Linked DNA regions of Mus musculus: region 1 is linked to region 2. A link is a contact called in public HiCAR-type data. All regions are on one chromosome and are shown on one strand. The core of a region is the stretch at or near the end of the contact, and the rest is flanking DNA. Distances in the headings are between cores, read along the strand shown. Region 1 holds the start of Zbtb21 (zinc finger and BTB domain containing 21). Region 2 holds the start of Lca5l (Leber congenital amaurosis 5-like).

What was found. HiCAR-type assays count read pairs that join an accessible place to other places.
Region 1: a contact with region 2 is called in a HiCAR-type map of astrocytes, with 2.6 times the contacts expected there. The contact joins the promoter of Zbtb21 here to the promoter of Lca5l in region 2.

The regions. Positions count from the first base shown.
Region 1 is chr16:97,961,285-97,963,984 of GRCm38.p6, forward strand. Zbtb21 (zinc finger and BTB domain containing 21) reads right to left here and starts at 1,338. Exons shown (of 3, transcript NM_175428.4): 1 at 1,130-1,338.
Region 2 is chr16:96,190,977-96,193,676 of GRCm38.p6, forward strand. Lca5l (Leber congenital amaurosis 5-like) reads right to left here and starts at 1,281. Exons shown (of 11, transcript NM_001001492.2): 1 at 1,212-1,281.

The sequences.
Region 1 (2,700 bases), core at 88-2,587, 1.8 Mb after region 2:
CCTATACTTTCAATAAATACTAAATGAAAACACTATGCTGTTAAGTGCATCGGCTGAATTAAAGAGTCATTTTTACGTAAGCCAAATTTCTACTTTAACGTCAATATTTAGGGGTAAGGTTAAGGGTAATGATTAATCACTAGAAGTGGAGGAAGGTTTTCAGTGGAAACACTAACATGGATTAACCTACTTTCAGCCTCTGAAACAAGGTGGGAGGACCATGAAACAAACCCAGGAACTTATGACTCAGGGTCATGCTGATGAACAATCACCAGACTATGCTGTAACACAGATAGATGTCCAAAGATGTAGAAGCGATTGGAGTTCATGCAACACACAAAAAAATGCCAAGCTTCAAAGGGCGGCTCAGTGTCCCCCAACACCACCCCTGTGTCGGGCAACCTTAGGGAGTACCTGTTTAAGGCTCTCTGTACACGTTCTGTAGTGTGCGGTTCTCCAGAACCCAGAGCCTCGGGGGCACATATGTGCATGGTTCTTTGATTACAAGGTGCAGTCTCTGCAGAGGAAGCACTCAAAGGTGCTCCAAATAACCAAGCCAGGGAGATGGGGGAGACCCCGGCCAAGATGTGAGCTGCAGGGAGGTCTTCCGTGCTATGTCCCCGAAAGAGGGTCTTTCTCCTAAGAAAAGCCTTGGGCCCGAGGGTGGGGGTGAGGGGTCCGATAGGGTGTGCATGGGCAAACGAGGTGGCCCCAGAGGTGCTGGCTGCCAGGCTGTCACGTTCCAGCCGCTGCAGGTGTGGGTGCCGCCGCCGCCGCCACCGCCCGCCAGTTTCCCAGCCCCGCGCGAGCGCGCGCCGCCCGCCCGCCCCAGAGAGCGCGCCCTAACCCGCAGCGGCGTCTCAACGGCTATGCTGTGGCCAGCACCCCAGACGCACACCGCGGCTACTCAGGCCGCCCGGGCCAGGGTGAGCAGCTCAGCGGCCTGGAGGCTGAGCATGCGTAGGAGCGAGGGCGAGGCCAAATGCGGGCAGAGAGCATGCGCAGTGCTTGGACACGCTCGACTACGTGGGAGTCTGGGCATGCTCGGTGAGGACCGCGGCCCCGCGCACGCGTAAAAGGGCCCGACGCCCGCAACCCACTGGTGGAGGAAAAAAAGAAGAGAAATCACCTCAGAGTTACGTCAGGAAAGGCCGCGTTTTGCGGAGAGGCCGTAGTCCCCGACCGGGCCCGACGTCCTCCTAGGGCGCGGAGCGTGACGGTTACTCACCGCTCTTCAGCCCTGGGGCAGGCGCCAAGCCCCTTTCCGCTCACACTCGGCTCGCGCAACCCGCAGCCTCCACTGCCGCTGTGATTCCATCCATCTTGAATTTGACGTCATCCCACACCAGGGATGAGGTCATCGCAAGCAGCGCTCGTCACGTGCGTGGCGCTGGGATTGGGTGCCGGGCGGCTGGGGGCGGGCCGAGGGCGGGCCTGCGGGAGCGCGGCCGCGTTGGGTCCGGCGCGTTGGTGCCTCTCCGGTGAGGCGCGGGCACGAGCAGCAGAGCGTAGGGACGCCCCCAGGGTACGCATGTGGTCGCGGAAAGCCCCTGAATGCGGAATGTGGAGCTATCGGGAAAATAGCTCATCTCCATTTCTTCCTCCTGGAGAAAGCGGCAGTGAACAAGTTGGGTTCCCAGGTTCCCCTTATTCGCTCTGTGGCTTTTTCAAACACATATCCAAACCTTACCCTTTTAAAATGGTGTTGAAGCTGGGAAGGGTGGTGCATGCAAGGAATCCCATCATCCAGGACACTGAGGCAGATTTCCCGTTAACTATTCTGAACTACAGAGTGAGGCCCTGGCTCATTTCAAAACAAAAGACAAAGAACGATTAACCTTTTTCCCTGCAACACCAGTTCTCTTTTAGCCTCTTTGCATGAAAATTACAATGCCATTTGTCAGATGACTGTACGCCAAAACCAGGCAGCTGGGTAACAAATGCCAAACTACAAATTCCAGCTGTGAAGAAAGGGTCTCTAGGCCACGGAAGTTTTCTAGAGCCTGGAACATAGCAGCAGACAGTCTCAACAAGTGAAATTTCTGTAACAGACTTTAAAAATGCCTAGATCCGCCGGGCAATGGTGGCGCACGCCTTTAATCCCAGCACTTGGGAGGAAGAGTCAGGCAGATTTCTGAGTTCGAGGGCCAGCCTGGTCTACAGAGTGAGTTCCAGGACTACAGAGAAACCCTGTCTCCAAAAACAAAAACAAAAACAAAACAAAAGCCTAGATCTTAAATTAGGTGTTCTATGTTTCAAGAAGTGTGTGGTTTTCAAGTATGCTTCTGAAGGTGGGTTTTAACTACGTGAATCAAGGTGAAACAGCATTATGAAGTGTGTGAGGGATATGTGGAGAAAGGAATCTTGCAATAGGTAGATCCATTGGGGGGGGGGACAGACTCCAAATGAATAACTCTGAGTATTTAGTTTTTTTTTTCATTTCAAGACTATGCCCTTTAGAATTTCACACTGAAAGTTCTCTTCTGCAATCATTCAAGGGTTTTTTTTTTTTTTGGTTTGTTTATTTGTTTGTTTGTTTTTAATGTATTTGTATTTGAACTGTATGGCAGTTAAGCAAGAAGTGGTCTTGTAAAGAGGGATTTGAGAGGACCACACACCATTGGGCCTCTTTTTTACATGCAGAAAATCAGTATGGAGCTGCAGAGCCTATGGCCCAGAGAGAAGCCAGATTCGTTTGTT
Region 2 (2,700 bases), core at 31-2,530:
TAGTTTCCAGTCTCTGGATATTGCAAAGTCTTGCCTTGGGGGCTGGGGCAAGTTGTGCCTGTTTGCTTTCTTTCTGCCTCTACTAAGTGACTGTAAAGCATTAGACTGTAATTCAGAGGAAGTTGACAGGTCATCATCTCTAGCTCCCCTGACTATTTTTTCCAGTGTTTATTTCTTACTAAAGTTTTCATAAAGGCGTGCGCCACCACTGCCCGGCCATAAAATCTTATTAGTAAAAACCGACCATGCTCAAGTAGAGAAAGGATATTATCAGGGAAATGCAAGGCATTTCTGGAATAATCCAGGCACTGACTGCCATTTGGGAGAAATGGTACCGTTGAATCTATTCTGGGTGTATTTTGTAAGGATGTGCTGGTAAAGTCAAACTAGATACAAAAGTGCGGATGAGTGGAAGAAGAATGAAGTTTTCAGCAACTGGATGGATTATGTATGCATCTTAGAGGAGCCTGGCTGCGGGGTTATCAGACACCTTGGACAAGCTGGCATGGAAAACGCCTTAGGCATCTGGTAGACAGGGTCAGGCTGCTGAGTTCACCGTATGGTGTTCGGAGAAGGGCCGGGGCTGATATACACATTATGGGCTCAGCGGCATTTACGTGGGCATTGAGCCTTTGGAACGGGATGACTCCATCTATGTGATTTGTGCAGACAGAAAACAAGTCCGGTGTCACACTCCGCCAAAAAAGGCTGGCCCGAAACGAGTTAACTGTTGTCAAGAAAACAACAAAATCTTAAAGCACTCATAGTGAGGTGGGTTGACAAAGAGCCCCACAGCCGAGCTGTGGGTGGAAAACAAGTGAAGCGTTTCAGAAGGATGCAGACGCCCCGCGGGGCGTGCCAGGGTTGGAAGGAAAAGCACCAGCCGGGTAGCGAATGCTTCGGGGTTCCGAAGCACCGAGGCTTGGGACCCGTTCTCGCTCTCTGCACTTTGGAGGTGGAGGGGGACACTGATCAGCGATCCCACCGGCGGCGCATCCTCCCGGATGGGTGTGCGCTGCTCCCGGGCAGGGAGGCGCCGGGGGGCTACGTTACCAGCTCCGCCGAGGCAAGGCCAGGTCGGAGGATAGAGCGGACGGAGAGAACCCGCGGCGCCGGGCCTCGGAAGGGGCCTGTCCAGCGGCTCCGGGGAGGCGGACGCGGGCTGATGAGACCACCACTGCTGGGGGCGGCGGCGGCGCCAAGGCCGTTACCTGCTCCGCGCTGCTCCCGCAGCTGCCTCCACCCTGGACTTAAGGAAGCGCGGGCGTCGCCATGGAAACCACGCGGGGCCTCCTGGGATGGCTAGTTCGGGTGTGCGCACGCGTAGTACTTGGCACTGTGGAAAAGCCGGCGGAATGGCAGGGTTCGGGGCGGGGCACCAGTTGCGCGCATGCGTACTTGGGCCAAGGGCGCCTGGGAGGTCTAGATCGCAGAGAAGCTGGAACCCAGGCGGCTGAAGGAATTTATAGCTGACCCTGCTTTTTGCCGCAGTGCCAGGAAGGGAGAGGACTGGGGACAGAGTGTCCCTGTTAACTTGGTTTTATACATGGTGGTGCTTCTTGCAAAAACTAAATGCGAGCACAAAAACTGTGTTTGGTGTACAGTATTTCCAAGCCAACAACAGGCTAAGACACTCAGGTGGTAGAATTATAGCTGTTATTTTTGAGTTTGATTGTTAAAACTGGCATTTTTAATTGTAAATTCTTTGTTGCTAAGAAGGGTAAGAAGCTATAATAGCTTTATTAGTGTCATGCAAAACAAACAAACAAACAAACAAACAAACCTCCCAAAACCAGGGCTCTCACAGGAAGAGTTTATCCTGGAACTAAATATGAATGACCGTGGCCTGGAACACAGATTTATCTTACCTCAAATATCATGTTCCAACGTGGTAAACGTTTTGTAAAGTTTTAATAGTCGCAGAACAAATAAGTCACAAATCAAGCTACTTGTAAAGTATGTAAGCTGTGCCGTCAGATACCAAGCGGGTTACAGCAAAACAGGAAAATCTACAGGCCCCAAGTGCTTCAGGTGGGTGGAAGTGAGGGTCTGTCGGTGCTTGCAAAAGAATTTACCTGACGGTCCTGTAAATGTTATATCAATCACGGGCCCATACAGTGGCCAGTCCATTAAGGAGACTAAAGATAGGCCAAGGTAATTTGGCTTCAAACCTGTCACTTTCCATTTAGCCACAATTATGTAATCTACTAAGCTAATCAGATTTTAGGATCTCTAACACCGGTGTGGCTTTCTTCTGTGGGATTTCAGTTTCCTGGGTCCATTTCTCTTATTTTGTAATTTCTCTTCCCCGCTTACCTTTTGTTTTGGCAGCACTAGAGGTGGAACCCAGTACCTTAGGATTTTGATTTTTAATTTCCACCACATGGTCCATGCTGGCTTCTAATTTAAGGGGTTAAGTGATCCGCTTACCCCAGCCTCTCACGTGGCTTGGTCTACCAGGGTGAGCCTGGCCTTTTAGCTCACTTTTAAACTTGGTATAAATCTTTGTAAAACTTGATTTGGAAGAACTTTTGATGTATCAAAACCCTGTGATATATGTTATAAATAGTTCCTTCAGGTTGCTGAATACTTTTCTATATTTTTTACAGTCAGTGTCTCACTCCATACATAGACCAAGCTAGCCTTGAACTCATAGAAATCAGCCTGTCTCTGTCTCCTGAGTGCTGGGATTAAAGGTAA